Regions from separate parts of the Mus musculus genome. Here region 1 is linked to region 2. The links are chromatin contacts, called in public promoter capture Hi-C maps. All regions are on one chromosome and are shown on one strand. The core of a region is the stretch at or near the end of the contact, and the rest is flanking DNA. Distances in the headings are between cores, read along the strand shown.

Region 1 (6,880 bases), core at 1,930-4,429, 120 kb before region 2:
CCTAGACCCTGTTTTAAAAGACGTGTGAGGAACACTGGAGAGACCGCTAGGCAGTCAAGAGCAGTCGCCATCTCATCATAAGGATTGGAGTCAGAATCCCAGAAACCATTTAGTAAGCCAGGCCAGGGCATCCCACAGCTATACAGCTCTGAGAGATCTGATGCCCTCTTCTGGGCATGCCCAGGAACATGCACGTGTACATATGTCTGCACATACATGCACACATGGGCACACAAGAACGAACACACACACACACATGTGCGCGCACACACACACATGCGCGCACACACACACATCTATAAAGTAAAAGACCTGGTGAGATAGCTCAGTGGGTAATGGCGTCTCCCACCACTAAGCCTGATGATCTGAGTTCAGACTCAGACATGGGACCCACCCAGTGCCAGGAGGGGAACAATTCTGGCAAGTTGTCCTCTGACCTCCATACATGTGCTATGACACATACACATGAGCTTTTTTTAAAAAAATGTATCATTATTATTCTTTTTTTTAAAGATTTATTTATTTATTATATGTAAGTACACTGTAGCTGTCTTCAGACACTCTAGAAGAGGGCATCAGATCTCGTTACGGGTGGTTATGAGCCACCATGTGGTTGCTGGGATTTGAACTCTGGACCTTCGGAAGAGCAGTCGGGTGCTCTTACCCACTGAGCCATCTCACCAGCCCCCACACATGAGCTTTTATGGGAGCTCTTGTACACATGTACACATGCATACACCTGCACGAGTGCACACACATGCATACAAACACACACACACACACACACAATGACTCCTCTTCTGTTGATGAAATATATGATGCCAACATTTTTCTAGATATCTAGGCTTAAAACTTAGGGGCATTGCAGTTGGGCAGAAGGCTCAGAGGTTGATAGTACTGACAGCTCTTACTGAGGACCCAGGTTAGATTCCCAGCACCTATATGATGGCTTACAACATCTGTAAATCCAGATCCAGTGGATCTGATGCTCTCTTCAGGCTTTTCTGGACATCAGACATGCATGTAGACAACACCCCCCATATACATTTATAAAAACTTTTTTTTCAGTCTAGTAAAAAAGAAAATGATAACAAGAGGAGAAGAGTTGGCTCAGCAGTTAAGAGCACCTGTTACTCTAGCAGAAGACCCAAGTTCAATTCCCAGCATGTACATGGTAGCTCTCAACCATCTGTAATTCCAGGCCCAAGGGATTCAGTGTTCTGTTCTGACCTCCAGGCACAGACATAACACACATACACATACATGTAGGCACACACATACATGTAAGCAAAATACTCATACACATATAATAATAAAATAAACCTTAAAATTAAAACAAAAATTAATGAATTATCTTACATTATATCCCATTCGATTCTTTTTTTAAATATATATTTTAATTAGGTATTTTCTTCATTTACACTTCAAATGCTATCCCAAAAGTTCCCCATACCCTCCCCTCTCCACTCCCCTACCCACCCACTCCCACTTCTTGGCCCTGCTGTTCCCCTGTACTGGGGCTTATAAAGTTTGCAATATCAAGGGGCCTCTCTTCCCAATGATGGCCGACTAGGCCATCTTCTGCTACATATGCAGGTAGAGACACGAGTTCTGGGGGTACTGGTTAGTTCATATTGTTGTTCCACCTATAGGGTTGCAGATCCCTTTAGCTCCTTGGGTACTTTCTCTAGCTCCTCCATTGGGGGCTCTGTGATCCATCCAATAGCTGACTGTGAGCCCATTCGATTCTTATGACCAATTTTGTGAGACCAACAGAGTAGATGTTAGCATCATTTTACAAATAAGAAGCCAGATTGAAAGTTCATGTTTAGCAAGATCTAGATTATAAGTATTTGTAGGTCACAGATCTCCATTTCTTCTACCCAAGTCTACCACTATAGCCCAAGAGAGCCGTATAATATCAACAAATAAACATGGTAGTATTCCAATATTTTTATTTAGACAAAAAGTGCAGACCCCTAGTCTGAGTAACTTGTTCAAAGTCATACGTCTGCTGATGCTTAGAATCTGAAGCTAGAACTCCTTTCTAACGGATTACGTACTGTCCATAGAATTAATTTTGCACTTATTATATGCGACTGGGCCTAAAATTGTGTCTACATACTGTCAGTTGTACAAGAGACACTGGAATAGTATCAGCAGTGCTTAGCAGAGGACAGTCATTCAATTAGGTTTGCTGACAAGCACAAAGGTGTCTAGCTTCAGTTTGGGACTTTGGATTTGGCTTACTACGAGGCAGGCTTAAATTTTGTGTGAATACCTATTAACTGATAATGACCTGGCCAGATGGCCCGGTGGTTAAGAAAATTAATTGCTCTTGCAGAGAACCCAGGTTCTGTTCCCAGTACCCACATGGCAGCTCAGAGCCTCCTATTAACTCCAGTTCCAGGGCCCCAACACCTCTCCAATCCTTCTTGAGCTCCTGCACGCACGCACGCACACGGTGCACATACATACACGCAGGCACACGTACACACACACAAAATAAAAGCAAATCCCTTAAAGAAGTAACAGATGAGGGTGCATCTGTGTGTGTTGTGGGTAGGTTTTTCTGTATATGGATACTTCTAAACCCATGTAAATAACCATATATGGAGATGTGGGGATAACATACACATAGGGTTGTCCAGACGTATGGAAGAAAAAAAAATTCTACTAGATCTTACAAGGCAACAAATGGCAAAGTTGGCATTAAAACAACAATATTTTGATTTAAAATTCTGCAGGCGTTTCCCATTTGTTTCTTTTTGATTCTACTTTATTTAATGAAATGGCTTAGGTAGCTGATGCAATGGGAAACTCACAGTATGTAATTTCTTTTCTTAACTTTTAGGCAGATTAGGGGGTGTGGAGCCATTTTTTTCACCCGGTGAGCAGATCTGTCCTTTTTAAATAGAAAATATTCTCAGGACGCTTCCCATTTCCCATCCAGAAAACGAAATCGCTCAAATCTAGTAAAAGTTTAACAGGATTAGAGCTACGGATCGGGCTGACCTTCTCGCAGACCCGACGACCGCGACTCCTCCATAGGAAGGTGAGGACGCTGTTCCTTTGACTGTCAGGCGGAAAGTCCAGCGCCTGCGCTCAGCACCGAACCTTCGCAAGGTCAGACGGTAAGCGGAGCTGCAGTCGGCTGAGCCCTGCAGCGTAGCTTCCTCCCGTCGCGGGACTCCGTAGCTTCCGCTTCCGGTCCGCAGAGACCCGGAGTCCGAATTCAGAGGCCCCAGGTAGGGAGCTCGAGGGGTGTGGGGGGGTTCACTGAGCTGCAAAGCGAGTATGGCGGGAGGGCAAGATTTCGCGTGGTGCCTAGAGGCGGACGAAGAGTTCTTTCTAACTCTCAGCGGAAACCTATTTTTTGGTTTGCTTTGCTTTGCTTTTTCGAGAGTGTTTTTATGTAGCCCTGGCTGCCCTGAAACTGGCTCTGTAGACGAGGCTGGCCTCGAACTCAAGAGTTCCGCCTGCCTCTGCCTCTCAAGTGCTGGGATAAAAGGCGTGGGCCACCACTGCCCGGCAATTATCTTTTAATTATTTCTTGGTGTGACCGGGGGGTTGGGAGGGGCGAAAGTCAGGACAGCTTGCAGGAGTCTGTCCTCTCTTTCCACCGTAAGGATCCAGGGCTCTAACTCGGGTCATCAGGCTTGGTGGCAAGCGCCTTTACCTGCTAAGCCATATCACTGCGTAGTGAAAGAAATGTTGCTAACAATTTGCTTGTACTTTTTCATTAAAAAAAAAAGTTATTTATATTTTATGTGTGTGAGTGTTTTACTTGCATGTATGTCTGTGCATCACAGAGGTCAGAAGAGGGTGTTGGATTCCCTGGGACTGTATGTGTTGTGAGCCACCCTGTGGGTACTGGGAATCGAACTTGGATCCTCTTAACTACTGAGCCATCTCTCCAGACTTACTTGTACTTACTAAGATATGGAGAATTCCTCCAGCCCAGTTCTGTGGATCTCAAGCTGGTTCTGTTGCTAAATTAAATAAAAACTACCTATGGTAAGTTGTGACTCTGTTGGGCTTTGTTCTCTTACATTGAGTCTCTGGTTTCCATGCTCGATGTCCAGTCTGTAGTCCCGGAAGAATGAAGATTTAAATACGAGGCCATGGCTAAACATCTGAAGTTCATTGCCAGGACAGTGATGGTTCAGGAGGGGAACGTGGAAGGTGCCTACCGGACCCTGAACAGGTAAAATGAGTCGAGTCTTGCCTGGACCAGCCGTGGGAAATGTGAGGTGATCCTGCACCCAGCCTACCACCTCATAAAGCCTACCACTGGTGCCAGCTCTGTGTAGGCTCTGAATACCACCACCTCCACCTCCTCCTTTTTTCCTCCTCCTCCTCCTCTTTCTTCTTCCTCCTCTTCTTCTTTTAAATTTATTTATTGTGCATACAGTGTTCTACCTGCATGTATGCCTGCATATCAGAAGAGGGCACCAGATCTCAGTACAGATGGTTGTGAGTCACCATGTGGTAGCTGGGAATTGAACTCAAGGCCTCTGGAAGAGCAGCCAGTGCTCTTAACTACTGAGTCATCTCTCCAGCCCCTCTGGACACTTCTTATCCCTTCAGTTTATTATCCTAAAAATGAAGTTCTCCAAATTCAGCTCGATGGAGCTTATCCAACAAGCAGCTATCATCCCTTGATGATAAATCTGAGTTCTATCCAAAGACCCCGAAAAACTGCTGGGCACACTGTAATCCCAGCACCTGGGAGGTAGAGACAGGAAGAATTTGAGAATAATTTAGATGATGGTGACTAGACTCAGTCTCAGATGACCCCTCCTCATGTCAAAAAAAAAAAAAAAAAAAAAAAAAAGTCTGGGAGGGGAATGAGAAACAAGAAGCAGAGGCATGGTGCATTTCAGCTGAGCCAGTATCTGTGGAATAAGGCTACTAGAGAGGATTAATTCCTCTGTGATTTTTGTTCATCTCATGTAGCTCAGGCTGGCCTAGAATGGGCAGTGTAGCCAAGGATTACCTTGATTCCTGATCCTCCTGCCTCCGTCTCCCAGATGCTGAGGTTGATCGTGTGTTTGATATTGTTTACGTGCCTGGCTAGCAAAGATGGATTCTAATTGTGCTCTTGAAGAAATAAGTCATGGATGAGAAGGCATTTCAGGTTCCAAAGAGTTATAGCATAAGCAGACACATAGAGCTAGGGGCTGGAGAGATGGCTCAGTGATCAGGAATGCTTGCAGTTCTTGCAGAGGACCCAAGTTTGGTTCCCAGTACCAACAACTGATGTTAGGGATCCAGTACACTCTCCTGCCTGCCCTCTGCAGGTCACACATGTGACAGAAACAAACCTACACCTCCACTTAAACACAGTGACACGGCTGGAGAGGAGAGGCTCCGTGGAGAACTGTCTGGACACTACATTGTGGGTGGAGACTAGTCCGTCCAGATGATACTGTACCACTCTAGTTCTTTTAGGCTTCCGTAGCCTGGCATGCCTTTTTATTTCATCTCTAATGATGTGTGTGTATGTGGGCATGTGCACTTGAGTGCAGGTTGCCAGAGGCTAGAAGCATTGGCCTGCTTGGAGCTGGAGTTCTGGAAGTTGTGAGCCACTGACCTGGGTGCTGGAAGAGAGAGAGGTGCCCTTGTAGCCAGTGAGGTCTTTCCAGCTCTTGCTTTGTTTGGTTTGGCTGTGGTGTGTTTGTTTGTTTGTTGAGAGGGGTCTCACTGTGCAGCTCTGGCTGGTCTGGAGCTGCTGTGCAGCCGGGTTGGCCTGGAGCTTATAGAGCTTTGCCCACTGTGCTTCCTGAGTGCTGGCATGTGTGCCGCTGGGCTCCTCTTTTTAGCTTGTCACTTTTTCTCTTATTTCCTTGGCCATCAGGCCGAAAGACATAATAAGCTTTATTTTAGCATGAAGATTGTTTTGCTGCAGGTAGTGGAGAAAGTTCTCTTATGTGACGGTGGTGCTCCGCCAACTAAGTCCTCCTCTGGTTCACTTAACGCTCATTTTCAACAGCACCTACTTCCTTGCCCACTTTTCCATACATAATGAGATGTATACCTCTTAGCTACTTTCAAGACTATAAAGCAAAGCATAAGAAATAAAATATTTCTCATCCCCTCTGAACGAGAGGCTCAAACTATTCTTTGAAGCCAGGTCACATTCTTATCTAATTATTACTAGATTTATTTATTTACTTACTTGCTTATTTAGTATATGAGCACTCTCCTGCATTTATACTTGCATACCAGAAGAGGACATCAGATGCCCTTTCAGATGGTGTGAACCACCATGTGGTTGCTGGGATTTGAACTCAGGACCTCTGGAAGAGCAGTCAGTGCTTTTAACCTCTGAGCCATCTCATGCCTATCACCTCCTTTGCTCCCTAGCATAATCTCGGGACAAGCCCAGAAGTGCCAGACAGGGCTCCTTTCAGGGCCTCCTCAGTCCAGGACCTTGGCAAAATGTGGGCATGTTGTTTTGGCTGGGAATCGAACCTAGGTCAAGCAGCTGTGCTCACCACTATACTACCAACACTACTTGGTTTTGTTTTTAAAGATATATTTTATTTTTCTTTAATCCTAGCACTTTATCTCTGTGAACTCACGGTCAGCTTGGTCTAGATAGTGAGATCTAGGTCAATCGGGGCTATGTCTCAAAAACCACAACAAACAAAATATTTTATCTTTATTTATGTGAATGTTCGTGTGTGCCTTGTGTATTCAGGTATCCCTGAGGAGGGTCTGGATTCCCCTGGCTCTGCACTATCCAGTTGGATTGGGTTTATAGCTCAGATGGTACAGTGCTTAGCTAGCTTGCGTGAGACTTTGGGTTTCTTCTCTAGTACTCTATAAACTGCGTGTGGCGACGCACCCTCACAGTTCCAGCAGTTAGGAAGTG
Region 2 (7,278 bases), core at 810-3,309:
GAATAAGATGGAATTGTGAAATAGTGCCACATCTCGGGATCCTGGCAGGCAAGAGTGGGGTGAGCAAGAAAGTTGCAGAGGTGTTTTCCAGGTAGACTAAAAGCTTAATATCTCCTGAAGCCAAGGCATGTTCAAGGAGAACAAGTATGTATTGGCCTTAGATACCTGGCTTGCTACAGTGGGTGAGGGAATAACACAACATTCCTTCCACTGCAGGTTGCGTGATGTTGGTAGCTGGTCAGCATTAGCCCAGTGCATTGCACATAGTAAATGTTAAAGGATGCGTGTAAGAAGCTGTCATTCCCGGGTGGTATCTCCCTGTGATCCTAACAAAAGGACACTGTAGAATAATTTAAAAAGTAGTGACAAAAATCTCTACCTTTTGAAATTTACAGTCACTACATGATCAGTACATATTTAACATATATTTATTGAGCACCTCCTAGATTGTTGTCTGCAGTATGACGCTACCCTGCCTCTGTTATAGTGCCACAAAAAAATCTAGGTCTGCCATTGCCATTTTTTGTGAATGTTGCACTCTGACCACAAGAACACACACACACTATCTTCCTCCCCACAGCCTTGTCTCTTTCTTTGTATTTCAGGATGTCTAACATATCAGAAGATGGAGCCCCAGAGTGGCCTATGACTCAAGTCAGCTGCCCTCCTCAGGCAGAACGAACATTGGGCTTTGGAAGCCTAGGTTAAGCAGCTTGTTCTGACAACTCTTCCACAAGACCCCATGATCCCATCACCACTGCAATCTGGGAATGGACTAAGTGTCCCCACCCCCAGGTGAGGGACTACTTGAGTTAATAAGGGTGCTAATAAGTTCATTTCCCTTTATGCTTCTCCACACATCTGACCGTGTTTCTGTTTTTACTGTGTAAAGCTAATATGTCTAGCCCTGCATCTGAGATTTAATGGAGAGAGATCAAAGAAAGAATAAAGAAAGATGAAGGTGGGGTGCTGATGAGAGACCAAAGGCTTATGTAAGGAACAGAGAACAAGATGTTGGATGTCTCTAAGATGGTCAGGGAGTCTATTGGAAATAAACTATGGAAAGAACAAGGTATGCTGGAAGAGTGCACACTGCAGATTCATCGGCACGCATGTTTTTTACCTTAAACTACCTTCTGTAATCTTTGAATTCCACATCTGAGACCTGTAAGATGGCTCAGCAGATAACAGGTACTTACTGCCCAAGCCTGGCAACGTGACTTTGACCCCTAAGACCCATGTAAAGTGAAAGGACAGAAGTGGCCACAGAAAGGTAGCATGTGACCTACAAAACTGTGCCGCCCACGCCTTCAAAGATTCTTCACACACACGCAATAATGATTGATTGATTAAATTCCACATCTGTGACATTAAGAGGTCTCTAAAGTCCCTCCACCACGACTGCAAAGGAATGACCACCAAGATAGTCTTAGAGTTGTTACATTCAGTGGTAATAACAGTGTCTTGCAAGCCGGGCAGTGGGCGTGCACGCCTTTTATCCCAGCACTCGGGAGGCAGAGGCTGGTGGATTTCTGAGTGCTAGGCCAGCCTGGTCTACAGAGTGAGTTCCAGGACAGCCTAGGGGAAAAAGAGAACAAAAACAACAACAAAACCAGTGTCTTGCTGCTGGTGCTAATTATCATATACCAAGCACCGAGATGAGCAATTTACACAAAATGTACCTTCAGAATGGAACATATATTTTTATTCTTGTTTTATAGATTAAAAAATCGAGATTACAGAAAGTTTACTTAAAAAAAAAAAAACTACTTAATGCCAGATCCAGGATTTACACTAAATGTTTAGTTCCAGTGTCTGTACTTGTTTCTTGTCAGCTTTAAGAATGTTTAATAAATTTTATAATTAAAGGAAAATGACTAACTTCCACTTCCTGTTTTTCTCTCATTCTTGCCCCAGGAGGTATGCCCTGTCCTCAAAGTTGGATGCCTTCTTGTCACTTTGGGAACCCAGACTGCAGGTGTGTGCAACAGCTTCCACTTTCCGGTCAACCGGAACCTTTCCCAGAGCGGCTGCTGCTGTGTGGGTTCTACCTCAGCGGAGTTCCTGGGGGTGGTGCCCGGCCGGAATGGCGGCTATGTTATCCAATAGGAAAGGATATTACTGACTTAGAAGCCAATGAGGAGCCTGGTGAGGAAGAAGCGGTGATCGGAGCATGGAGGTACCGATTTGAGACAGCATGGGTCTCTGTCTGAGGTGGCGCCGGCTTGGGTTCCCACTCCCAGAGTTCCGCCGCTGCGAGCTCCACACCGTGCGTGAGGTACGCCAAGCTCCCAACCATTTAGCCCAGCGGAGTCCAAGGGGGCAGGCTGTCCAGCCCCTCCTGGACCCTGCTGCCCCACTCGGAAATGTGCGGTTCCTTTGAATCCCCAAATTAAGACCTAGTGTCACCCAGTTTCCACCTTAAAACCAATGCTTCTTAAACACCCATAACCCCTACGACCCCATTCCGGAGTAGTGGAAATAAGCCCGCGATACCTCCTAACGTGCCTTTTCCTCCAGGCCTCTGCACCAACTCCTCCACATTGGTTGGCAGAACGATTTGGCCTTTTTGAGGAGCTATGGACCGCTCACGTGAAAAAGTTAGCAAGTATGACACAGAAGAAAGCCCGGGCTATTAAGATATCACTTCCTGAAGGCCAGAAGGTAGATGCTGTTGCATGGAACACAACCCCTTACCAACTGGCCCATCAGATCAGGTATCAAGCCAGCCTTTCTACCTACAAGAATTATTTTTCTGTCCTTTTCTGCACCCGGTCAGAAAATGAAAGCATCTTTTTGTTTCTCTTTGGTTTTTCGAGACAGGGTTTCTCTGTGTAGCCCTGGCTGTCCTGGAACTCACTCTGTAGACCAGGCTGACCTCAAACTCAGAAATCCGCCTGCCTCTGTCTCCCAAGTGCTGGGATTAAAGGCATGCGCCACCATTGTCCCGCTACATTTTTTCTTTTTCTTTGTTTCCCATCAGAAAGGTGTAGTCTTTGGGCAGGGAGGGGGTTAGGGTTGGGGGGGGGGGTCAGTCAGTCATTTAATTGATTACCACACAAGCATAAGGACCTGAAATATGAATTTGTGGAAGGAAACTGACTCCTAAAAATTGTCCTCTGACCCCCCCCCCACACACACACACACACTGTAGCATGTGTGCCCCACCCATAAATAAATGAAATAATAGTTTCAGGTTAAAAATAAAAAGGGTGTGGTGACATGTGCGTGTAATCTGGTCAGCCAACCTAGCCTGCTGGCGATGCTCTTTGCCAAAGAAAGACCCTCTTCTAAAGGCATGATTGTTGACTCCCGAGGAAGAATGCACACCTACTCCCCCAGAAAAGCATCTTGTTAAAAGAAAAAAAAAAAAAAAAAGGCTGGGCGTGGTGGCACACGACTTTAGTCCCAGCACTTGGGAGGCAGAGGCAGAGGCAGAGGCAGGGGGATTTCTGAGTTCGAGGCCAGCCTGGTCTACAAAGTGAGTTCCAGGACAGCCAGGGATACACAGAGAAACCCTGTCTCCCATGTGCTAAGATTGCAGGTGTGAACCCCTACGCTCAGATAGTCCTTCTTGCCAAGCATAGTGCTACAGGCCTGTAATCTTAGCATTCAGAAAGTGGAGGTCAAAGATTCAGAATTCAGGGCCAGCCTGGGCCAAACAGCAAGACCTGTCTTTAAAATAGAGGGTAGGATGAGGACTTTTTTTTTATAAGGATTTGTCTTTATAGTTTCAGAATTTCTGCCCTTCCCAATGTAGTGGATACATTGGGAAAAGAAACAGCAGATCTTTACTGCTCTGGAAACTTCACTCAGCAAATTAGAGTTGCTGAGAAAAGTCAGCCTCCTGCCCTGGGGATTGTAACAACTCTGTCTTCATTCCCACTACCCTCCTACTGCTACAGTGTAACACTGGCTGATACTGCAGTGGCTGCTGAAGTAAATGGAGAACTTTACGATCTGGACCGACCCTTGGAGACAGATTGTCACCTCAGATTTCTGACATTTGATTCCCCAGAGGGCAAAGCGGTAAGTTTCTCCCATATGGTGAGCACAGTGCCTAATTATCTGAGTGATCTTTAAACAGGAAAATGTAATTGTTCTTTTGCTTCACTTTCTCAATTCAAAAGTGGGGAGGAGACTGATCACAGACTAATTATTCCTGTGGAACCTGGAAAGTCTTCATGAAGGCTTTTATTTAGCATTGGTCTATAAAGCAAATACCTTGTGTGCTTGTGAAAGGGGGAGAAAAGGCTGAGAAATAGGATAACCTATTCAACCTCTTGTGCACACAGTGTAAGTCATCCGTGATGTCTGCCTAGTTCTCATGGGTTCCATAACGGAGCACAAAAGCCAGGGCCTTCCACTTTGTTTGTTATTAGAGTTCAGAAAAATATATTTATCATCTAAATGTGACTAGTGAACCAACCCAAGAATAGTTCCATCCCAGCAGATCCCAGGAACAGAAAATAATGGCACTAAGCAAAACAGACTGCTAGGACAGCTACTGGGTGGGGCCCCGGTGTGTAGCAACAACACACACAGCAGTATTAAAGAACTGTGGGTTGGTTTTGTTGTTCTGTTTTGTATTTTTAGGACAGTGTCTGGCTATGTAGCCCAGGTTCAGGCTCCAGCAAGAGCTTTCCCTCCAGCCAGCACATGTTTTATACGTAGTATATACCGAAGCCCTGAAGCTTACAGGAGCAACAAAGGCCACCGACCTGGCCTCCTGGTCCAGGAAACACTGAGGATGTGTAGGGTGGACCCACACTTCCACTCAGTAGCAGAAGAAACAATACTGACCCTCTGCTTTCTTTAAATGTTTTTTATTTGGGGCTGGAGAGATGACTCAGCAGTTAAGAGCACTAGCTGTTCCTCTAAATAACCAGGATTCAATTCCCAGCACCCACATGACGGCTTCTAACTGTCTGAAACTCCAATTCCAGGAAACCCATGACAGCAGGCATGCATGTGGTGCACATACCTGCGCAGGAAGGCACAATACCTATATATATACACGTGTGTGTGTGTGCGCGCGCGTGTGCATGCATGTATTATGTGATTACATGCGTGCCTGGTGTCTATAGAGTCTGCAGGAGGGTGTCAGATCCCAGGAAATCAGAGTTATAGGTGGTTGTAAGCTACCTGATTCAGGTACTCAGAACCAAAACTGGGTCCTTTGCAAGAACAAGTGTTCTTAACCATTGGTCCATCTCTCCAGCCCCCATTTAAAACAACTCTTTACTATTTCTACAAGTCATTTTGAGACATGTAGGGTGTGGGTTCTGTAGCAGGCAGTCGTAATGCAAGCATCCCAGCTTTGCCAGCAGCCTCTCTGAGGAAAGCATTAGAGCTGGGACTTCACAGGAGCTTGAAGCGCTCAGACCTAGCTCTTGTGAATGCAGGTGTTCTGGCACTCTAGTGCCCATGTTCTGGGGGCTGCGGCTGAGCAACAACTGGGTGCTGTTCTCTGCCGAGGTCCAAGCACAGAATCGGGCTTTTACCATGACTTCTTCCTGGGAAAAGAACGGTGAGCAGTCCAAAAAAAAAGGAGTCTGGTTCTGGGGTGGTTTCTGGGGTCTTGGTTTAGAGGAGAAGCTAAGAGATCTTCTAGGCACCAAACAGGAACTTCCATCCCTTCTCCATCCAGTGTGTCTCTCTCCTGACCGCTGAAACTCATCTTTTCTGCTCTTCCCGAATTCAAATGTTACCTCACCCTCATTGCTCTTGTCCGTCCAGCATTTCTCTCTCAACAGACACTCCCCCTTCCCTTCCTCCCTCCCTCTCTCTCTTTCTCATTTTGTAGCCCAGGCTGTTGTTGAACTCACGATCCTATAGAGTACTTGCCAAGGATGAGCAAGGCCCTGGGTTCAATGTCCAGCACCATACACACAGAGAAAATCTATACTTGCTTTCCTATTATATTTTCTCTAAGTTTGTCTTTGCCAGTAATTACAGATTTGTCAAAGGTCAGGACTTTACTCCCTAGCTAGCATGTCATCACTCAGGAGTTGTCTCTGAAGAAGCAAGCTAGCAAGCTCCCTTTTCCAGGACAGTCCGCAGCGCAGAGTTGCCCATTTTAGAGCGGATTTGCCAGGAGCTCATAGCTGCTGCACAGCCTTTCCGGAGGCTGGAGGCTTCACGGGATCAGCTTCGCCAGCTCTTCAAGGTGATCCGGCTGTGTGTGAGAGGAACTTGGTAAGGCTTGAAGGAAAGGGTGATGCCCAGGGCGTCCTAGCGGATTCATGGTCCCTGTCTGCCTTCTTCCAGGACAACCACTTTAAGCTTCATCTGATCGAGGAGAAAGTGACAGGCCCAACGGCAACAGTGTATGGGTGAGCCTTGTCAAGAGGGAAGAACGCAGGGGCGCTCTGAGGAGGCCAGACCTGGGGTAAAGGAAGGGTGGCGGCAGATGAACCGTACTGCTCCAGAAAAAGAAATGGGAGGAGGGGTTTGTTTTTGTTTGCCATTGCTCTGTCAGCAAGACAGTTCTCTCCTCAACACCTCTTCTGTCAGCTGAAGCCCTGAAAGGGAGGAAAAAAGGGAAACAGGAGAGCCTGGGTACCTCCTTCTCTCAGATCTGGCATGTCTGTTCACTGGCTCACCTCCTTCTCTCAGGTGTGGCATGTCAGTTGACCTGTGCCGAGGCCCCCATCTTCGGCACACTGGACAGATTGGAGCACTGAAGCTGCTCACGGTGAGTAGTGGGGTTAGGGTTAGGGTGGTACTCCCATTATCCCAGGAGAAAGCTAGAGAATGGAGAGGGTGGTCCTTTCTCTCCTACCCCTTCTCTGTCCTCATGGCTGATGAGGAGATCTAGGAGAAAAGAGGGTTTTCTCCATTCTGAAATCCCAAGGTTTCATTGGAGGTACTGGAGCCCCTGCCAGAGTCCAGAATTCAACTTAGACTCTGTAGTCTGGATCTGCATTAAGGGAAATCAAGCAAGAGACCGTGAGCAGGCTAGACAGGGTCATGTGGGGTTGGTGACACTGTTTGACAGATACTAGGGAAAGCTGTGACCAAGGCATGGTCGTGTCTTCCCTGAAAGTGCTGTTCCTAGACTTTGTGTTACTGGATGAGATGGAAGCTAGCAAGAGACAGATGTATGTGTAGAAAAAACCTCCTGTAAACGCAACATCTGCAGTCTGATTCTGCTACTCATGAGGTATGCAGCTTTGGCCAGATCTCCTTACCTGCTGTTTGTGTCTATAAAATAAGACTGACTATTCCTGTAGCACTGGTAAGGCCACACCATGCAAACAAAGCTAGCTAGCTCAG

The links. Promoter capture Hi-C pulls out the DNA fragments that hold promoters and counts their contacts.
Region 1: a contact with region 2 is called in a promoter capture Hi-C map of hematopoietic stem and progenitor cells, with 2.8 times the contacts expected there. The contact joins the promoter of C920021L13Rik here to the promoter of Tars2 in region 2. A contact is called at or near these places in 10 of 39 promoter capture datasets (the 3T3-L1 cell line, 3T3-L1-derived adipocytes, cranial neural crest and 7 more), 2 of 115 datasets of contacts at active chromatin or transcription factors (the SCID.adh cell line and double positive thymocytes) and 3 of 9 other capture datasets (adipose tissue, liver and pancreatic islet).

What each region holds. Positions count from the first base shown.
Region 1 is chr3:95,867,821-95,874,700 of GRCm38.p6, reverse strand. C920021L13Rik (RIKEN cDNA C920021L13 gene) reads right to left here and starts at 3,179. Exons shown (of 4, transcript NR_040446.1): 1 at 3,016-3,179. It overlaps Mrps21 (mitochondrial ribosomal protein S21), which reads left to right and starts at 3,187. Exons shown (of 3, transcript NM_001355759.1): 1 at 3,187-3,248; 2 at 4,086-4,207. The coding sequence starts at 4,125.
Region 2 is chr3:95,749,758-95,757,035 of GRCm38.p6, reverse strand. It overlaps Tars2 (threonyl-tRNA synthetase 2, mitochondrial (putative)), which reads left to right and starts at 2,059. Exons shown (of 18, transcript NM_027931.3): 1 at 2,059-2,278; 2 at 2,521-2,717; 3 at 3,906-4,029; 4 at 5,406-5,530; 5 at 6,052-6,169; 6 at 6,271-6,335; 7 at 6,619-6,697. The coding sequence starts at 2,198.